Linked DNA regions of Mus musculus: all the other regions are linked to region 3. A link is a contact called in public promoter capture Hi-C data. All regions are on one chromosome and are shown on one strand. Each heading gives the region's core, a stretch centred on a gene start, on an enhancer-like site or on the middle of the called end of the contact. The rest is flanking DNA. Distances are from core to core; before and after follow the strand shown. Region 1 holds the start of Fbxw11 (F-box and WD-40 domain protein 11). Region 2 holds the start of Rhbdf1 (rhomboid 5 homolog 1). Region 3 holds the start of Chac2 (ChaC, cation transport regulator 2).

What was found. Promoter capture Hi-C pulls out the DNA fragments that hold promoters and counts their contacts.
Region 1: a contact with region 3 is called in a promoter capture Hi-C map of liver, with 2.6 times the contacts expected there. The contact joins the promoter of Fbxw11 here to the promoter of Chac2 in region 3. A contact is called at or near these places in 2 of 39 promoter capture datasets (liver and pre-B cells).
Region 2: a contact with region 3 is called in a promoter capture Hi-C map of liver, with 3 times the contacts expected there. The contact joins the promoter of Rhbdf1 here to the promoter of Chac2 in region 3. A contact is called at or near these places in 3 of 39 promoter capture datasets (hippocampal neurons, liver and pre-B cells) and 1 of 115 datasets of contacts at active chromatin or transcription factors (microglia).

What each region holds. Positions count from the first base shown.
Region 1 is chr11:32,641,123-32,643,822 of GRCm38.p6, reverse strand. Fbxw11 (F-box and WD-40 domain protein 11) reads right to left here and starts at 1,268. Exons shown (of 13, transcript NM_001271347.1): 1 at 888-1,268. The coding sequence starts at 932.
Region 2 is chr11:32,221,040-32,223,739 of GRCm38.p6, reverse strand. It overlaps Rhbdf1 (rhomboid 5 homolog 1), which reads left to right and starts at 1,447. Exons shown (of 18, transcript NM_010117.2): 1 at 1,447-1,571.
Region 3 is chr11:30,985,067-30,987,766 of GRCm38.p6, reverse strand. It overlaps Chac2 (ChaC, cation transport regulator 2), which reads left to right and starts at 1,402. Exons shown (of 3, transcript NM_026527.3): 1 at 1,402-1,655. The coding sequence starts at 1,521. The region is part of intron 1 of Asb3 (ankyrin repeat and SOCS box-containing 3); the gene reads right to left.

The DNA of each region.
Region 1 (2,700 bases), core at 19-2,518, 1.7 Mb before region 3:
GGGGTGTCCGGGGAGACCTGACCAGGCTGGCTACCAATGGTTCCTAACAGTACAGGGATCGCTGCTTATCCGTGGGCCAAGAAACCCCCCTCCCATTTTTTATTATTAAAATAAGAGAGGGTGGCAGTGATGAGCGCGACCTCTTCTCCCTCCCCTCTCATTTCCCAAATGATAAAAGTTATGGTTTCCCTTTCCTGGGGGATGGAATTCAAGAGTACCTAGGGCCTTGCTATACAAACATCCTTCACGGCAGGGTAGGAAACCCTTTGTCCAAGAAGCCTGACACCGCAGGGGCCCGGAAAATAGGCCCCTTATCCGGAACAGCCTCAGACTCGTAGGCACCCCCAACATCCCAGTCCAATGGGGCTATCCTGGCATCCATACAGCGGTAGCTTGGGGCGAGGGTGCTGAGACCCACCCCTACCACCCACCCCACCCCACCCCACCCCACCCCCCGCGCCTAGGTTATGGAGGCCGAAGCGGCTCCAACTGGTCTCGGACTCCCTTCCACCACCATCACCCTCAGCTTGAGCGAGGCTGGGAGGCGCGATGCAGGCCCGGCCAGAGGAATCCAGGGAAGGGAAAAAGAAATCCCCTTCTAAAAACAGAGTGTGATGGCAAGGCAAGAGTGAGCAGTGGCTCCGGCAGGAGCGAGGCTGGGGCGCCGGAGACTGGCCGGAGCCCGGCAAGGAGGGGGTTGGGGGAGCCGCGGGGAGTGGAGGCCGTGCCGGCCCAAGAGCGCGAAGCGTCAGCAACGAGCCATAGCAGGGGGGCGGCCGGGCCCAGGCGGCGGGGAACGAGGGCTGGCCTGGCGCGGACGCCGGGGTGGGCAGGCCCCCCGGCCGCCGGCCGGCCGGAAGAACTGAAGGCCAGTGGGCCGCACTCACCATGAGCTCGATGGTCTTGTCTTCAATCACCGAGTCGGGCTCCATGGCGGCCCCGGCGGCCCCGCCTCGCTCTCTCCGCTCAGCAGCGATCGGCCCGGGCGGAGGAGGCGGTGGCGGCGGCGGCGGTGGAGGCAGCTCTCGCACCCACTCTAGCTGCCAGCCCGCCCGGGCCGCCCGCAGCTCCGCCCTCACCCTCGGCCGACGCAGGACGCACAGCGAAGACTACAACTCCCGGCAGCCGCGGCGGCTCGCGCAGCTTTGTGGGAGCAAGAAGCCGCTTGGTCCAATCTGCCGGCTTCTGCCACCGGAGAGAGCACCTAGGGGAGCGCAGGGCTGTGAGTGCCGGACGTGCAGAGCTGGAGTATCTAGGGCTTGCTCGCGATAGGGCCTCGCGAGCGCCGCGACTACTTGTCCCAGAAATCCTCGCGCGCGAGGTCTTCTTCCGGTTGGTCGTTCCTGACTTCCTGGCAGCCCGTAGCCGCACGGACCTGGACGGAAACTCCGAGGCAACTCCTCACTTGTCGGAGATCTTTGCAGTGCGAGCGAGCGATCTCCGCACATGCGCAGTGGGTGTCTGCGGTGCCCACTAGTCGTCTAGGCTGCAGCGCTGCCGTTCCGTGTGTGTTGCATTTGGTAGGGACAGATGGTGGAGACAGGTGGGTCCCAGGTTGCACTAGGAAGTGTGGGAGGGGGCCCGCGAGGTCGAAGACACAATTAAAGGAAGATGGGCATCTAAGAGTTTGGAGACTGAGCTGGGAAAGCGGTGTGTGGAGATCTGCCACACTGACTGGGAGGAGCTGAGCCATGAGAAAGAAGCTATACATTTTGAAGACACTTTTTTTTTTTTCCGAGACAGGGTTTCTCTGTATACCTGGCTGTCCTGGAACTCACTTTGTAGACCAGGCTGTCCTCGAACTCAGAAATCTGCCTGCCTCCACCTCCTCAAAGGCGTGCGCCACCACCGCCCGGCCGAAGACACTTATTTTTAAGCATTCAGTTTCTACTAGTACTGCCCTAAGCACTGGGAATGACCGGAGAGACCTCTGTTCTTATTCAGCTTAATTCTAGTGGGAAGACAGCAGACATTGACTAAGAGTTAGAAATGATATGAAGAAACGCATCTAGAGACTTCAGAGAACCTCTAACTCCTTGTGACTTCCAAGTCTGTCAATACCCTCGAACCAAAAGCCCCCAGGAACACGCTGATAGTTGAACAAGGTGGGTTTTTTCCTAGCTGAAGTAGAAATGAACATACACCATGATGAAGCAGGGACGTCTCAGTAAGAGACCTTAGGTAATGTAGAAAAGGATTTGAAGGGGCTTTGGAGCAGATACTGCCGGGAAGTGGGGGTATAAGACTGGGCACCTCAGCCTTATCTATGGGAAGTTATATTAGATTAAAACTAATCCAGTAATTGTTGACAGCCTCTCCTGTTAGCCAGATTCAAGTGTTTAGTCTTGTAGCTGTGTTTCAGGGACTTGGACAATGTCCATGTTTTATCTGTGTTCACAAATGATTATGGGGTGGTCTTGTTTTTGTCTTGATCCATAAGCTAAGGCCACAGAATGGCCTTGTCTAATGTTGACGGACTGTTAAGTTGTTTATGTTTACAGGAGACCTGGCAGTCAGAGCTGTTATAAAGTGTCTCAAGGGCCTGGCTCATTGTACCCAGCCCACTTCACAGTAGCAGTGCCTGCTTGCCTGCTTCTCAAGTTTGTTTCAATTCTTTGCCCCTGTAAAGAGGATGACTTAGTACTCTAACGATTCCCAGGGAGCAAGGCATTACAGTAATCTGTATACATCCACATCACA
Region 2 (2,700 bases), core at 198-2,697, 1.2 Mb before region 3:
CACAGACTCCCCTGCACTATGGGAACTCCAAGGTCGATGGAGCAATGAGTCCTGGAAAGCTACTTTTCTGTCACTGTGTGCTGACAGCACTGTGGTATTCTTGCATTGAAGATGACTTGGGCTGGAGAGATGGCTCAGCAGCTAAGAGAGCTTTCTGCCTTTACAGAGGACCAGAGCTTGGCTCCCAGCACACACACTGGACAGCTCACAACTGCCTATAACTACAGTTCCAGGAGGATCTGATGCCCCCTCTGGCATGTGTGGGCACCTGCAACCACACACAGAGATAAAAATAAACACAGAAGAATTCTTTCTGTAAGAAAAGACGACTGACCCCTGGGTGTGTCTTCACAGTGAGTCTCCTGTAGGACTTCTTGCAGCTGGTAATAGATTTCTAGGTCTCAACAAAGGTCTAGGTGACCCTGCAGCATCCACAGCAGGAAGGAGTAGGGACCTACAGGCACCAGATGCCCGGTTCCTGTGGCCGGTTCCCTGATTTTCCAGAAAGGATGCAACCCCCGCACCTCCAGCCAGCCCAGTTTGGGCGTCCAGACCCTGCTTATTCCTAGCATGAGTCAAGAATGCTAGGCATGAAGACTGTCCCATCTCTGGCTTGGCATGTGTGGGTTACAGGAGCCCAGAACATCTGCACCACGACAGCTTTCTTCTCCCTCAGCCTTCAGCCTCAGCCGAGAGCAAAAGAAGCACTTCCTGTCCAGTATACAGAGTGATGAACCGTGCCTGACGTTATACGTGAGCACTGAGGCTGAAGAGAGAAGAGTGAGCGCATGCGCGGATGTAATGGCTTGAGGGGTGGCAGGTGTAGTCTAACCCTTGTACCTGCTGGGAAAGAAGTAGGGGAAGGGGTAATTGCTGAGCTGCGGTTCCTGTGAAATGGTGTATCAGTGTATGAACGTGAGTGTGCACACTTATAAATGTGTTAGGGTAGAGAGTGTGAGCCCATGGAAGTGCATTTTGAATAGGTGTGCGCACGTGTCTGTGTAAACAGGTGCGAGAGGCCTGAATGCATGAATGTTTGTTAGAAAGATCAGGCGCGTGTGCACAGGACAAGTGAGAGCTTCGGGACCCTCAGTGATGTGCCAGTGCGTGCCTTCGGAAGGGGCGTTCAATCTGCCTTTTAGGTCCCTTCCCACGCCACCCTCTTGCTTTGGAGGTCCCCTTCCTCTCTTCCCAAGCACAGGGGCAGCACAAGATGAAGGAGTATGGAAAGGCGAGTCCAAGACAGATGTTATGATTAAGGTGGTCGCTGGCGAGCCCGACTCCCAGCTACAGGTGTCTCTGCGGGACCCCTGGCAGAGCACAGCCGGAGGTCTTCCCGGAGGAGGCGCCCGGGGCTGGCAGCGGGCGGCGCGCATTCCTCAGCCCTGAGTCAGGCGGCCGCCCCTCTGCCGGGCCCGCCCCCGGCGCGCACGCCCCTCGGCCCGTGGCATTCCCAGGCGGACGGGTCGGGCCGGCGCGCGGGCGGCGCAGGCAGGGACTAGGCGCGGGCGCCCTCCCGGCCCGCAGCGGCGGCAGCAGCCGGTGCAGACCCTTCTGAGGACCCTACGGCGGTGAGTGGCGGCCGGGGTCTTTGCGCGGGGTTCCGGGCGGGCGAGTGCGGAGCTTGCGTTCTGGCGCGTGTCCGCCGATCGCTGGCAGTCGGTGCGCGGAGTTTCCCGAGCGCCGGCGCAGGCGGCGCGGCCCGGATTCCAGCCCGGCGCCCCACAGAAATAGCCCGTGGTCGGATCGGCGCGGCCTGGCGGGCGGGGCAGCGGAGTAGCAGCCCCGCCGGGTCCCCGGGGACAGGAGTCCGGGGGCCGCAGCCGCCCTGAGCGGCCCCTCCGCTGCCAGCCCCCACACCCCATGCCCTCCGTGCTCCCAGGGCCCCGAAGGTGGCGTCTGAAACTCTGCACAGAGAGCGCGACTTCGGGCCACAGGGTCCGCTTCCTCCCACTCACGGGAGTAACAGTGGCAGCTGCGGGCCGGGGAGCTCGGCTGGGCCTGCTCGGCCCGTTTCAGCCCGGTTCGCATCGGCAAACTCGGGAAGTGCCTCCAAAGACATCTCCTGCCCTGTACAGTGGCCCCGGGGGCGAGCCCGAGGCCACAGTCGGGATCTTGAAGTAGGCCTGGGCGCGGTGGGGTGACCGCGGACCCCAAGGGCTCAGGGATAGGCGAGAGGGCCTGTCTGTCCTGCTGGGAGCACGCTAGTAGAGCTGGGTGGAGAACGGTCAAGGGACTCCCCCTAGGCTTTCTTTCCGCTCAGATAGTCCGGACCAGAGTTCCTGCTCCGTGTGCCTCTTGGAGTAGTGTGTCTGTCTGCGTGGGCGGGGCCTGGATCCGGAGGCCCCCCGCTCTGTCCTGGGAAAGCCCCCCCTCCCCACTTCCTGTTGAAGCCGGGAGAAGATTCTAGGATGAAACTGGCTTTTCAGGTTTAGACCAGCTAAGAAGTCGGGGCAGTCCCAGGCTAGGTGCTCCCCACCTCCATGGGGCGAGCCTCAGCCCCTTGCCCCCGCCCTTAAGCCTAGAGGATGCTGGGGAACTCAGCAGCTGGCCAGTTCTCAAGAGGTTGCAGAGGCTGAGCCCTATGCTTACCAGGGTCATTCTGGGCAATCCGGGTAAGAGGGCAAGGGTGTCGGGTAGGTCCAGTACAGTACAGGGTAGGGTAGTACAGGTTCTGGCACCAGTCCACAGAACTCCAGG
Region 3 (2,700 bases), core at 153-2,652:
TTTTTGCTTCCTTACTATTTATATCACTATAGCAACATTTAGGACATCAGCTTGCTTTTCAGTGGGGTGCCAATCAAAGACAAAAAACAAAGCTCTGTTCTTTTTGGGGGGAGGGAGTGTATATATATCACTTAATTTTCAATTTTTGAGAAATTCAAATACATAAAATATTATAATCTTAAGAATACAAAGAACACAACCCAAAGGAAGACTAAGAAAATATGTTTCCCAATAGTCAACAGTGGTTCTACATATTTTCCCACTAGTGTTTTTATCTAAAATTTAAGGTGTCCTGCCATAGTTCTGCAAGAATAGAACTGTCTGATGGGGAGGCAATGAAAATACTTAAGAGTTAAGAAGGAAATCCAGGAAAAACAATACATTTTAAACTAAATATAAGAATTCTCCTCAACCATCCAAATTAAGTGTTCAGTAAAGAATATTCATTATCCTCAAAGTTTCTTATTAAACAAAACAGCAGCCATTCACCTGAGAAAAGAAAAGGATTCTATAAGCAGCACTGTAAAAGCCACTGGTGAAGTAATGTAATGGGAGAGTGCACCTGCTCGTCTCTGAGCCTCCGAGATTAAGACTGAACAAACTGTTCTTTGAAGTTTAAATAAGTGGTAGGTTTCAAAAGTGAGAAAAATGGCTGAGGTGCCTACTTAACATCATAATAGGCACTGACTGCCAAGTTCTTCCTGCATCCTTCGGTCCTGATCTATTTCAGGACCCTCCTGCTGGCATACCCCAACCCCTACTCTAAACTTTTCCATCCCTAGGGCTGGGCTGACCTTCTAGCAGCAGCCCTTTCCTATATAATCCAACCAAATCCCTTTTGAGCCTCCAGGCTGCTGCACCTAGTCCCTCTCTCTCATCTTTCTTTCCCTCCCTCTTCTCACATGGCACAGCTCAGTTTGGTCCTGCCCACTGTGAACTGTTCCAGATGTCTCTTACTGTATAAAAACCTCTCTCCTTCATCATGCTTAAACAGTCCCGTTCTTCCCCCCCTCCCCCCAATCTGATAAGCAACTTCCATTAGAATCCAGTTGCTTTTTCACACACATAAAACTACTGTTTTGCTTCTATTTAAAAGCAAAGGACACAGGACTTGGTCATACAGATATTATACTTCCGGGATCTGCCACTCTGGCTGCTGTTTGATGTGGGCAGCTAGCCAATTTTCAAAGCACAACAAAATGACTACGTGCTAATTGTGGTGCCCTATAAGACAGGAGTCCTGCCTTTTCTCCTCTTTCAATTCTCACTAGAAAAAAAGGTGGGAGGGGTGCTGCTCCAACTCGAGAGTCGTAAAACTCTAAAGAATTGTGGGTAATGTAGTCCCCTGCCTCCCATTCCCTACCCCCACCCCTCCCGCACCATAGAAGCTCTGAAAACCCAGTGTGCTTTGCGCCGCACATCAGGCGAAGCCAGAGCGCCTGGCACTGCCCCAGCAGCCGGTTACTCCCCTCGGTAGCAGTCTCGTTCTGAAGTCCGAGTGCCGGTCAGGGTCCAGAAAGATGTGGGTGTTTGGTTATGGGTCCCTCATCTGGAAGGTGGACTTCCCCTACCAGGACAAGCTGGTTGGTTACATCACAAACTACAGTCGGCGCTTCTGGCAAGGTAGCACGGACCACCGCGGGGTCCCAGGCAAGGTAAGGAGCCAGCGCCTCATGCCCACCTACCCAGCAGAGCACTGGAACAGGATAAAGCTCTCAACTTCATTGGCCACCTGCCCTTGCCTCTCTCAAGAAGTGGATATCCTTAGGCCGCTTCAGAAGCCAGTAATTAGTTTCTAAAGCAGAAAGCACGGGCACAGGGAGCTCGCCCAAGGCTGAAGTGGCCAGGACAGCACCCTTATCTTGGCAACCTCTGCCACCCCACAAAATAATAAAGTTGAATTTTCATGTCACCACATGGTCAGTGTGTAAATTCGTTGATATGTCTATATTATGCCAGGTTTTTACTGGTCTGAATTTATATGTGCCTGTAAATTTCCAATTTATGTTTCCAATGTTTTAGTTTTAAAATGCCTAAGATCATGAAAGAACTAGTTTCCAGTCATTCCAATTTTTATGCCCATGGTGATTTTTTGATTGAGAGGTATAAGCAAAGTTATGTGAGGTTTGCAGTTCGTTCTGAGTAATGAATTGAAAATCTCCATTATTTGAATGTTCCTTCTCCATAGTTCTCTTGAATTATTAATGTAAATACAAATCATTGGATCTGTTTTTCAGTTCGGTCATATAAAGCATTCAGCTCTCCAGGGGTTCAGAGTGTTAGAAGCAGCTCACTATTTGCCTTGGCTACAAAAAAAAAAAAAAAAAAAAAAAAAAAATCTGTGGAAAAAAAAAGTTAAACAAGTATGAACTAGTAACTTGTTTGGTTAATATCTAACCTTTGGTTTTGAATGTTCCTGTGTTCTCCAACATACTCTTAAAATTAGCCTAGTCTGCTGGTACAAAATTGTAATCCAAAAGAATATCACAAGTTCAATACTGGCCTGGACCTCAAGCTCAGAAACAAGTCTGGGAATATAGCTTAGTAGTAGAGTTCTTACCTAGTGCATGCAAGGCCCTGCCCGAGTTCAATTCCCAGCACCATTTTTAAAAAATACTCTAAAGCATAATATTCTGAAATACTGGAAACCAAGTATCAGAAGAGATTTTAGGAAAGGGAAAGATCACAGTGTGTACCTGC